2 separate regions of the Pan troglodytes genome follow, and region 2 is linked to region 1. Evidence: chromatin contacts called from public HiChIP or PLAC-seq data. All regions are on one chromosome and are shown on one strand. The core of a region is the stretch at or near the end of the contact, and the rest is flanking DNA. Distances in the headings are between cores, read along the strand shown.

Region 1 (6,160 bases), core at 1,564-4,063:
GGCCGCAGGCGCTATTCAGTGGTCAAGCGGTCAAGGGCAGCCTACCCCCACTGCCCAAGATAGGCAGGAAGGAGGCCGGACACACCCTCGGCCTGCACGGCCTCCCCTGCCGCCTCCTCCCACGCTGGCACGCACACACCCCTGTCCCTGACATGCTTCTGGCATGTGTCTCCTTCCCTGCCCTTGGCCCCGCTTGCAGCCCGCCCCCTGCGCCCCACTTTGCTGGTGACCCAGCGTGGCCGTGTCCCAGAAACCGCAGAATCACCGCGGGAGCTACTGGCCCACTTTGCCAGGCCACAGAAAATGCAGCTAAAATTAGCTAAGGACAGACAGGTGGACAAACTGACAGGCATCCTGCCCTCCTGGCCCCAGCCTGGCCCCTCATCCCAGGGCCGGGGGGTGGGGTTGGGGAGAAGCTGAGGCTGACACTGAGATGTAGTAAGGGGGAGAGGGAGGTGTGGTGAGCCTGGAGCGGGTGGAGCTGGTGACTTCACTCAAGTGTGGCTGACAACGCGTGGCATGCCGAGTAGTGCTGGGGAATCTGCCGTCCCAGGGGAGCAAGGGGCACTGAGATGGGGGTGTCATGGGCAGAGCATTTGGCCTAGGGTGAACCCAAGGGAACCACAAGAGGTGGCTTTTGGAGACTGGGGCATCTTGAGAGGGTGTGCGGGTAGGTGGGGAGGTCGGCCTGGGGAGTGCTGTCTAGGTGACAGTGGTGTGGTGGCCCGGGTAGATGTGGGTGGCTGCAGATGACCTGTAGCTCTTTTCTAGGACTGCAGGGTGGGTGGGCTGGCTTGCTGGGTACTAGGGGCTCCACTCTGAGGACTGGGGGTGTTAGGAGGGAGGCCAAGAAGTGAGAGGAGGGTCTGGGGAACTGAGGTGGGGGATCATCTCTAGATCCTTGCTGTTCTCCCTTGAGATGGCCTTATGAGGGTGGAGCCCCTTCCAAATGGGGTCCACCTCCCTTCTGTTCTCCCCCAACTCCCACCCCAGCACCGGAAACCAGAATGTCTGGTCTGGTCCCTCCCCCCCACACCAGGCCCGGTTCCTGCACCGTTGCCATGGAGATGGGAAGCAGTGGAGGGTACTGCTGACTTTGGGGGAGTGGGGATGGGCTGGGGGGTTGGGAAAGGGAAGACTAAATGTGTGTGGTGGGAGGAGAGTTCCAGGAGGTGTGGGCGAGCGAGCCTCTAACCCAGGGCCGGCGGACCCCTCCCCCACGCGCGGCAGCGCTGCGAAGCCCCCTCCCCCTCCAGGTACCCAGCCACGCCGCCCCACCTCGTCCCTGCGGAGACCCCGGCCGCCTCCTCCCTGCCCCGCCGCACAGCCCACCTCGCGATCTGGGGCCCGCAGACACTCCCCCTCGGCTGACCCTGGCTGACCCCCAGCCTCAACCCCGCTCGGAGGGGGTGGCCGGTGGGATGAAAGAAAAGCTGGCTAGGGCCCCCCGCGCGTACGGCTGCCCCAGCCCCCCCGGGCCGGCTCCGGCCCCTCCCCCTCAGGGCTCGCGGGAGGGAGCGGGCACGCTCCGCCGGGGCGGCATGAATCAAACGCTCCGCGGCTAAGAATAGCTGGCACGCAGCTGGTACCGAGACGGGCTGAGGAATCGGCGAGGGGGGTGGTGGAGGACGCGAGAGAGGGGGTGCCCTGGGAGGCTGTGGGGGGACAGGGGGCGGCTGGCGTGGCCGAGAGCGGGGCCAGGGAGAATGAATGGAGGCGGAGGGAGGCGGGGAGGGGCGGGGAGAGAGAGCCGGAGCCGAGGCTGGGAAACTGGTGGGGGAGAACCCGGCCGGGGAGAGGGGCGGGGGGCACCGGGGAGCAGGAGTCGGGGGCGGGAGCCGAGGGGGCGCGCCGGCCGGCGGTGTAGGGACTGGAGACCTGGTGGGGACGCAGGGAGCTTGGGCAGGGGTGGAAAGGGACTGGAGGAGCCTGGAAGGAGAAGCGGGAGCTGGAGGGGTCGAAAGGGGCGGAGGAGGCCCGGGCCTAGACCCTCGCTGGAGGGGAGTGGGGACCAGGGTGACCTGGCGGAGGGGCCCAGGTACGCCAGGGAGGGCGAGGCGGGGGAGTGGCCGGGCTGGGCGGGGAGGCGGGTACCAGGACCGAGCCCTTGGCCCCGGAGAGCCGGGAGGCGGGTTCGGGATAGGGGCTCTGCTGGCGGGGGGTGGGGGGCGCGCCCTCCCATCAAGGATGCGATCTGGGACGGGGCACCGGGGACCCGGGCGTAACCCAATTTGGTGTCGCCCAGGGCAACGCTCCCCACCTCACCCGTACCCCCAGCCGCACACCCAGGCCAGGAGCCCGGCGCCGGGCCAAGGACATCCGGGGCGCCCTCGCCCCTTCCCGCGGCCCCGGCCCCGCAGCTGCCCCAACCCCCCAGGTTCTCGACCCCCTTACCTGCCTGGCGGGGCTGCTGAGTCCCGGTCGGCGGCGCCCGCGGCCCCTCCCCCCTCCCCCCACCCCCCACCCCCCCGGAGACGGGGGACCCTCAGGCCATGCCCCACCGCCCCGGAGGGCGAGCGGGCCCGGGGAGGGGGCGGGCGGGGACCGGGGGGGAGGGCGGGAGGGCCGAGGACCTCACCCCCCCCGCGGGCCGGGCCTGGCCATCCGCAGAGCGCCCCCCCTTCCGCCGCGGCCGCCGCGCCCCTCCTCGCCCGCCCCCGGCTCGGTCCGGCCGGCTCCGGGCGCCGCGTCTCCGCCTGCTCTTCCTCCTCCTCTTCCTCGGGCCGCCGCCGCCGCCGCCCGCTCCGCGCCTCCTCTGCCACCCTTCTCGCTCTCTCGCTCTCGCTGTCTCTCCCTCACCCTGTCTCTCTCCCTCCCTCTCTCCCTCCCTCCCCTCCCTCCGCCCTCTCCCCTCCCTCCAGGAGCCGGCGGAGGAGACATCGCCCCTCCCCGCGCCCCCAAACCTCGCCCATCCCCCACCGCCGCCGGCTCCGCCCCCTACCCTTGCCCTCCCCCACCACTCCTCACCACCTCCGAGTCCCCAAATCCTGACTCCGCCCCTGCTTGCTCCCATACCCCGACGAAGGGGTCCTGCCCCCATAAGGGTGCCCCCCACACACACCTCAGGATCACCCCCTCCCAGAGAGCTCCCCGCCGCCCTACACAGAGTGGGGCACAATAAATATTTGTTGCCAGACTCTACACCCCCAAATTTAAGTGTGAAGGCTATAGATTCCCACCCTGTCCCCCCAAACACACACACACCCTTTCCATTTAAGCACTGGGTCAGGGCACACGTGGACATACCTGGGCCAGGCCACATTTCCCCAAGGCACAGGTGCATAGTCACCAGCTGTAACGGCACCTGCAGAGTCCCCACATACACACCCTCTCCAGCGCATGCATGCCCAGACACAATGCACCTGGGGTACACAGCTACAAACACACCCAGCTACATGCAGTTGTCACACCCCTGTGCCCGGGCACACACGCAGCACATGCACACATTTGCCCACCACACACGCACGTGCGCGCGCACACACGCACACAGGCGTTCACCCCGGTATGCATGCCCAGATCTCTCAACACCAAAACGGAGTTACAGCACTGTAGAGACGTGTGCACGCCTTCCCATCACACCCACCCACCGTGCTGTCCATTGCACTGGCTCGCACTCACCCATTTACATGCCCAACACCGTGCCATCCTTCCCCTCCAGGATAGTTACTGCTGACATTCCTGGAGCACTTTCTGTGTGCCAGGCGCAGGGACTTTCACCATCCCCATTTTCCAGAGGGGGAAACCAAGGAACAGAGAGGCTAAGTAACTTGCCCAAGGTCATCCAGCTGTAAGGAGGTGGTAACAAGGATCAGGAACAGGTAGGCTGGCTCCAAAGTCCTCACTTGACCACTGTTGTTCACTACTGGGCATATCCCCTCATAGTTGCATATCCTTATTCGTCACACACAGACACACCCAACCGTCTCCTCAGAGTTTGCACATGTCTGTGTAGGCACGCATATGCAGCCAGCTGCAGGCAGACAGCTCATTCATGCCTGGGACGCACCCACAGGGACAGAGCAGATCCCACAGGGCAGCAGTGAGTGATGAGTGTCCCCTTAGCCCAGGCTTCCTCATTCTCCCAGCTCCAACAGCACCTCCAGGGCCTGCAGGGGGCAGTTCTAGGCAGCTTCTGGGTTCCCCTCCAGCTGCAGGCTCTCCGGGGTACCCGAGTATGAGCTGGAGGAGGTGCCTGCTCAGCCTGGGGAGGCCTCTATCTTGATGTGTACCCACTAGCCCAGGTGGTGAGCAGCTGGGCCCGGGGAAAGCACGGCTGCCCATGTTGGCTCCAGCAGCCAGAGAGGCTGTGCACCCCTGCACACTTTACAAGGCCTTTCCCCACATATGCATTATTTCTTGAGGTCTGTAGCTCCTGGTGAGGGGCCCCAGGTTCCCGATGGGCACCTGAGAGGCCCAGGCTCTGAGGCAGGGAGCAGTCTGCCCAAGGTCACAGTGCCCTCGATGTACCAGGATTTCTTGGAAAACGGAAGGCTGGAGGCACTGATTTCCAAGGCCCCTCCTGGGGCTCCCGGCAGCCGAGGGCAGATGCCCTGCTCTTGGAGCCAGAAACCTTGGCTAGCTGCCGCCACACTGGTGACCTCCAGCAGGCTATGCTGTTTCAGAGCCTCGGTCTCCTCCTTTGAAGAGCAGGCCCAGTGATCCTTGGCTGGTGTGCCCCATGCTTGTTGGCACCACCAGCCAGGCCTGGGCGGGAAAAGCCCTGCGTGACTCATGGGCCTGACATAGAGGGGCATGGCATGGCATTGTTCTTCCTTGCCTCCAAGCCTCTCTCCCACTGCCCTCACCACCTCTACCTACCCTGCCACCACCACCCTGGGAACTTGGGTGCCAGCAAACCAAAGAGGTGAAGCTTCCAGGCCTTTGACCCCACCAGGAACGGCTACCCTCTCGCCCACTCAACAGGTTGGTTGAACACCTACTATGTGCTAGGTAGGCCTTGTGCTAGGAGATGCATCAGTGCATAAAAATCCCTGCTTTCATTGGCAGGGAACAGACATAAACAAACAAACAAGATCATGCCAGTCTTGATTATACCAAAAAGATGAAATGGGGCATTTTAATAAAGTAACTTGCGGAATAGATAAGGTGGTTGGGGAAGACCTCCTGGAGCTGAGACCTCGATGATGAGAAGGAGCTGGGGAAAGAGGCTTCTAGAAGGAGGAAAGGGCTAGTGCAAATGCTCTGAGGTTGTAATCAGCTTAGTATTTGGGGATGAGCCAAGAGGCCAGGGAAGGTGGAGGCTGGGGGTGGGTGAAGGGAGTGGGGGTGATGAGGCTGCAGAGGTGCAAAGGGTTCTTCCTTCCCAGCCCCCAGCATGGTAGGCTGCGCTGAGGACTGAGGCCCGGGCTTGGCTTCCCTCCTGCTTATGATGGGAAGGTGGGGGAGCAGGGGAGTGGGGAGTGATGTGATCTGATTTATGGTTTGGAAGGATTGCTTTGGCTGCGGCAAGCAGCCGGGATTGGAGGGGCTCAGGAGGAAGGAGGGGGAGGGCGAGACTGCAGTGGTCCAGGCTGAAATGAGGTGGCTTGCTGAATGCTCAGAGCTCCTTGAGCACACAACCTAGCGTCTGTCGATTTCACCTCCTGGAGAAACCTTCCCTGACTGCTCCGCCAGACTCCTCACCCTCTCCCATCTCCAGCCCCCTCATCCCCAGAGCTATCTGGCTGCTGGTCTGCAAGCAGCTGGAGTCCCCAGCATCACCCAGCCCAGAGCCTGGCCTGCAGGAGGCTTCTAGTAAAGTGGCCAATTAATCCCCGAGCCCTGTCTTCCAGGGTCATGCACACAGTCACACGCGTGCTCTTCACATGTGTCACCCTGCCCCCACACACACTCACTTGGATCTCCAGACGAGGGCTTGGAGGGTAGGATGGGCAATCTAGGGGGCAGGAGGGGCCCTGGAGTCTCCTCCATTGAGTGTGCGGGCGATGGTGGCCACAGGGTAATAACAACCTCAGCGAGACCCTGAGGTCTGCCCCTCCTTAGGAATGGCCAGGCAGGGAAGAAGGGAGCAGTGCTCGGTCCCAGCATCCCACCACTGCCCAGATGGTTCTGAGCGGGTTCCTGGGCTGAGGCCGGGGCCTGTGTTTTCCAAGATTCCTTGGAGAGCCAGCTCCATCCTCTTCCTGATTATCTGATCTTT
Region 2 (6,160 bases), core at 919-3,418, 390 kb after region 1:
GAAGCAGCCCTTAGGACTCATCTGCAGTGACCATCAGGAACATCTGTCACAGCTGAGCAGCAACTCTTGGAATCTTTCTTCCCCCGACTTTTGACTCACTCCTTCTGTGCTCCTGGATTTCCTGCTCAATTCTCTTTTGGGGAGGCCTCTTCATGTCCTCAGGTCCTGCCTAGCACCCATCTCTTTCCATTTTTTAAAGATTTTTAATTTAATTTAATTTTATTTTTTGAGATGGAGTCTGGCTCTGTTACCCAGGCTGGAGTGCAGTGGCACAATCTTGGCTCACTGTAACCTCTGCCTCCCAGGGTCAAGCGTTTCTCCTGCCTCAGCCACCCGAGTAACTGGGACTACAGGCGTGTACCACCATGCCTGGCTAATTTTGTTTTTTTTTTTTTTTTTGTATTTTTAGTAGAGATGGGGTTTCACCATGTTGGCCAGGCTGGTCTTGAACTCCTGACCTCAAGTGATCCGCCTGCCTCGGCCTCCCAAAGTGCTGGGATTACCGGCGTAAGCCACTGTGCCCAGCCTCTTTCCATTCTTATGAGCGCCTCTGAATCATGATATTCAGATGTCCCTCCTGGCTGGTCCTCCACATGGCTGGGGCACCTTTCAGATGTTCAGACCCTAAGTGCCCAGACAACCTATTTCTTCCTCGAAAGGCAGAAACCTGTTCTTGCCCATCTGTTCCCTCTCTTCTGAGAGCAGCCACCACCTTTCATCCAGCCCATCTGCAGGACAGGACATAATGTCACCCTGGACTCATCTCTCCTCACCCCCTAAATCTACAGTCACCCAGTCCTGGGGGGTCCACGTCCTGAGGAAGGGAGGCGCTCGCAGGGGACAAGGCTGCACAAGTTAGCAGAGCCTCATAGGCCATGATGTGGAACTTTAGGTTTATTCAGGAGGAGATGGGAGCCTTGCGAGGTTTTTGAACAGGAAAGTGGTATGATCTGGCAGGTTTTAAAAGGATTCCTAGACTGGTCAACATAGCGAGACCCCATCTCTAAAAAAATAAATAAATAAATTAGCTGCACCTGGTGGCACAGGCCTGTAGTACCAGCTACTCAGGAAGCCAAGGCAGGAGGATCACTTGAGCCCAGGAGGTCAAGGCTGCAGTGAGCCATGATCGCACCAGTGCACTCCAGCGTGGGTGATAGAGTGAGACCTTGTCTCAAATAAAAAAAGTGGGATTCGTTTGGCTGCTGTGTGGGGAGGACTGTTGGTTGTCAGGGACAAGGACAGAAGGCTGGAGGTCAGCACACTAGACAGGAGTGGTGGCAGTAGAGGTGGGAAGAAGTGAAATTTTGGATCTATTTTGAAGGTGGAGCCCACAGGACTTGTATAAGACTGATTGGAGTAGGGACTGGGGCAACGACGAGAGAAAGTGATGAAGGGTAACTTTGAGGTTCTGGCCTGAGCATTGGAGGGACGGTGAGGCCATTTCGTGAGGGGAGAAGACCAGGAATTCCATTTGGCCACGTCAGGTTTGACATGCATGTTAAGCGTCTTCCCTCAAAGACTTTATGGACCCTCGTCACTGAGTCGAGCGCCTCCACCAGGGCCCTCAGAGCTGCCCTGATCCTGACTAGCTGTCACTGGTGACAGGTCTGTCTCTCTGCTTCAAGGCAGGGACAGGGTTGGTCTGGTGCCCTCGCTCCCGCCGCCTTGCGCAGAGTCGGTGCTCAGTAAGTATCTGTAGGATGAGGGAATAATAAATGCTCCCAGAAGAGAGGCCGCGGACCCCAGGGATGCCTCTGGATTGCAGCCTTGTCAAAAGGACAGATAATGTGTGGCATGGGGGCGGGGACAGGCAGATAGTAACATAGGGGCGGGGGCAAGCAGATGGTCTTATCCTGTCTTGGGGAAGGGAGTGGCCCGGTAAGAGACAGGCCGGACCGCAGCGTTCAAAGTGGGAATCCTGGCTACAAGGCCTCAGGGACACGGGCGCTGGGAAATCACAGAGGCCTTACGCTCGAAGAGACCCTCAACCCTCCCACGGCACCGCAACAAAGAGCCGGAGTCCACATGCCGACCCACCGCAGGAGGAAATACTCACCCGGGCAGAACTCAGTGCTGGGATGCCCACACTGCCCACCACGCGGAAGCCTGGCACGGAAGTGACTCCGAGACTACCACTCCTACAAGGTCTTGGGGCTTTCTTGCCTAGAACTCCCAGAAGCCCATGCGACACTTCCGCTGGATGCGCCCGCGACTCCGGGGTCCCGCTTGGCCTACAACTCCCAGAAACACTTGCATTGCTCTTTCTGCCGCTCCCAAAATACACTGCTCCCCCTCCCCCCGCGTTTACTTTCTGCGCCTGCGCGCGGCCGCAGGGAGCGGCGGAGCTGCGTGTACTGTTGTTGTCATGGCAGCGCGCTGTCACCCGGCAGGTTGCTGGATGGGCGAAGTAGTTGTATTCTGATTAACTGATTTTGTGGGATTATTATAGGATTTTAAGGGGATTACAGGGCCTATGATTTCTGCCCTTTGAGGCGGGGTTGCGGGTGGGAATTGAAGGTGGAACTGCAGGGGTTGGTCGCTAGTGTAAAAGGCGCAGATAGCGCATGCGCAGAGCAGACTTCGAGGATTGGAGTGGAACTCCGCGCGCACGCGGGGGCTGTCGTGATGCGCGTGCTGGAGACCCAGACTCTAAACAGAAGGATCCAAAGACCCTTCTCACCTAACCCAGGAGCCCAGAGGCTCAGAGACTCAGACCCTTGAGACTAAGGGGGTTAAAAACGCAGACCCCTGGCACTAAAGCACCTGAGAGAACTAGTAGACCTGGAGACAACCGTCTGCACCCTAGACACAGGGATCTGGAGGCCTCCACCCTCCCCACAAGGCCCAAGGGTCTTGAAGACCCCGGTGACTCAAATACCGGGGCACAAGGAGTCTAAGGACTCAGATATCTGAGACCCTTGAGATCCGCGTCCCCAAACCTAGGTCCTCGAAAAAACTGAGGCTCAAAATTCCTCTAGATGGCGCGGTGGCTTACACCTGTAATCCCAGCACTTTGGGAGGCCGAGGCGGGTGGATCACGAGGTCAAAAGATGGAGACCATCCTGGCCAACATGGTGAAACCTCATCTCTACTAAAAATACAAAAATCAGCTGGGCGTAGTGGTGCGCGCCTGCAGCCCCAGCTACTCGGGAGGCTGAGGCAGGAGAATGGCTTGAACCCAGAAGGCAGAGGTTGCAGTGAGCCGAGATCGCGCCACTGCACTCCAGCCTGGCCACCGAGTGAGACTCTGTCTCAAAAAAAAAAAAAAAAATCCTCTAGATTAAGGGACCACCAGAGCCTTAGACTGAGATGCGGAGATGTGCAGAGAGCCCCAGGATGTGTAGGTCTACGGCCGGTGATGACGTGAGAAGGAACCCCATGCACCCTGTAGCCCATTTTTTCCCCCATAACAGGAAACCATGATGCCTTCCTTTCATATTAAATGAGCTCCGTGAGGTCACTGTTAAGCCTTATCATGGGCCAGTTCTGTTCATCTGTGTGCGTTGGTTAATTTCTTGAATTTATTTCCTGAGGTCTCCTTGTGTCAGGCTGCCCCTGGGCTAGGTTTAGGTGACACAAATGAATCAGACTTGGTTACTGTCCTCTGAGCATCCCCCATCCCTTACACCACCACCCCGTCCTCCTGGTGGGGGAGACAGGGACTTAGTCAATATGGAGTGATAAAGCTTGAGATGGAAGTGTTAAGAGCCTTGAAAGCTCAATTTCAATCACTGCCAGCCAGGGTGTCAGAAAAAAAAAAAATTTCAACAAAGGCTGCTATGTGCCATGCATCATCTCAGTTTGTTCATCTGTGAAAGGGGGGCAATAATAGCCTGCCTCATAGGATTTATGCGAAGTCAAATTGAATTAACAACACCTCTCAAGAATTTAGAACAGCTTCTGGCACATAGTATGTGCTCAACAAGTGGTTATTATTCTCATCTCAATTCTCATAACATTAAGATTATATGTTACATATGAGTTGGGTACAATTGTAATTCTTCTTCTTCTTTTTTTTTTTTTTTTTTTTTTGAGATGGAGTCTCACTATGTCACCCAGGCTGGAGTGCAGTGGCGCAATCTCGGCTCACTGCAACCTCCACCTTCTGGATTCAAGTGATTCTCCTGCTTCAGCCTGCTGGGTAGCTGGAATTACAGGTGCGCTACCACACCTGGCTAATGTTAGTATTTTCAGTAGAGACGGTGTTTCACCATATTGGCCAGGCTGGTCTCAAACTCCTGACCTCAAGTGATCCCAAAGTGCTGGGATTACAGGTGTGAGTCAGCATGCCCAGCCTTGTAATTCTACTTAGGTGAGGATCTTGAAGCTCAGTGATGTCACTTCCCTGGACTGCCTGACTCTACAGCAGGGGTTGCAAACCTTTCCTGTAAAGGGCCAGGTAGCCAATATTTTAGGCTTTGTGGGCCACAGGGTCTTTGTGGCAACTCTGCTGTTGTATGTTGAAAGCAGCCATTGATATAAAATAAGCAAGTGAGGGTGGCTGTATGCCAATAAAACTTTATTGACGGACACTGACATTTGAATTTCATGTAATTTTCATGTGTCAGGAAATATTCTTCTTTTGAAGAATTTTGAAGATTTTACACCATTTAAAGATGTAAAATCATTTGTAGCTTGTGGGCCATGTAAAAACAGGCAGCAGGCCCGATTTGGCTGGTGGGCTCTGGTTTGTAGCTCCTTGCTCAAAGCCTGTCTCCTTAGTCTCCAAGCTGTGCTTGCTCCTGGAAGAGGTGTGAAGTGTGGCAAAGGAGGTTGAGAATTTGAGGGTCGAAATGGCCTTTTAATACAGAAGAAATCGCCTGAGCAAAGAAAGATCTTGTGGCAAGAAAGCACAGGGTGCCTTTTGTTTGAATGCAATTTATGTTATCTAATCAGGTTATGCACTTAAATGCTATAAAATGGAAACAGTGCATAGACTCTACAGTGAAGTCTCCCTGTCGTCTCCCCCCACCCACCCACTGTCTAGTTCTCCTCCTCAGAGGCAGCCTCTGTCCTGCAACAATGTGGGAGTGCATGCTGAATCGGGGTGTATAGAGTTTCCCCATTCTCCTCTGTGGGACCAGGATAAGAGTGGGATATTTGGGGCTCCAGAGATAGATGGGAAAAGAGGTGAGGTCAGCCATGAGAAGCCCTCTCACTCCCAGCCCTCTGCTGTCTGGTTTCTTTCCTGTCTCCCCTAACACAGTCTCCCGATCAACACCAGTGGCCTCTTTATTGACAAATAAAGGTCTAACCTGGGCTCTACCTACTTCTGAGTCTCTTTGCCCTGACCACAAAATCTACCCTCCCTGGTCCTCTTTCTGGCCAAACCATGTCAATCAACTTGCCAGGAGCCTTGTACTCCACAGCTCTGTCATTTCTCTGCAAAGTCCCCAGGTGAGCTCATCCACTCCTGCCACTCCCGCAACTTCCGTCTCTGCCCTGATGCCTCCCCACTTTCCTGCATATCTCCACTGCATCCTGAGACTCGGACCTGCACAGTTAGCCCCTGGTGGTGGCACTGGCATGCTTCAGCCTCTAGGTGAGGATCCTGAGTCACTTCGCTGACTCTTTTTCTCACCCACTGCCCCCCATGGTTCAGTGAAACTTGCCAATTTTGCTTCTTGAAAGTTTCTCAGACCATTCCCTTCATCCTTGTGGCCCCTGCCTCGGCTCAGCTCATCCTTTTTTTTTTTTTTAATTATTCATTTATTTATTTATTTTTTTGAGATGGAGTCTCACTCTGTCACCACGGCTGGAGTGCAGTGGCATGATCTCAGCTCATTGCAATCTTCGCCTTCCAGCTTCAAGCAATTCTCGTGCTTCAGCCTCCGGAGTAGCTGGGATTACAGGTGTCTACCACCATGCCCAACTAATTTTTTTATTTTTAGTAGAGACACAGTTTCACTGTGTTAGCCAGGCTGGTCTTGAACTCCTGACCTCAAGTGATCTGCCTACCTCGGCCTCCCACAGTCCCAGGATTACAGATGTGAGCCACTGCGCCGGCCGTTTCTTGCCTGGACTCTCTCACCCCAACCTCTAATCCCTTCATTCCTGAATCCTCCCACACTAGCCTCAGATTTAACCTTGTCTCTCCCCTTCTTGAAACTCTTCCATGGCTCCCCATTGCCATCAGGCTTTCCATTGTCAAACCTCTGCA

What was found. HiChIP or PLAC-seq counts read pairs in DNA pulled down with a chosen protein or histone mark.
Region 2: a contact with region 1 is called in an H3K4me3 HiChIP or PLAC-seq map of stem cell-derived excitatory neurons, with 2.8 times the contacts expected there. The contact joins the promoter of CTU1 here to the promoter of SHANK1 in region 1.

Annotation. Positions count from the first base shown.
Region 1 is chr20:53,605,746-53,611,905 of NHGRI_mPanTro3-v2.0_pri, forward strand. SHANK1 (SH3 and multiple ankyrin repeat domains 1) reads right to left here and starts at 2,814. Exons shown (of 24, transcript XM_024351604.3): 1 at 2,395-2,814. It overlaps CLEC11A (C-type lectin domain containing 11A), which reads left to right and starts at 1,692. Exons shown (of 5, transcript XM_054672655.1): 1 at 1,692-2,038; 2 at 4,785-4,923. The coding sequence starts at 1,707.
Region 2 is chr20:53,993,839-53,999,998 of NHGRI_mPanTro3-v2.0_pri, forward strand. CTU1 (cytosolic thiouridylase subunit 1) reads right to left here and starts at 2,169. Exons shown (of 3, transcript XM_001174153.7): 1 at 2,057-2,169.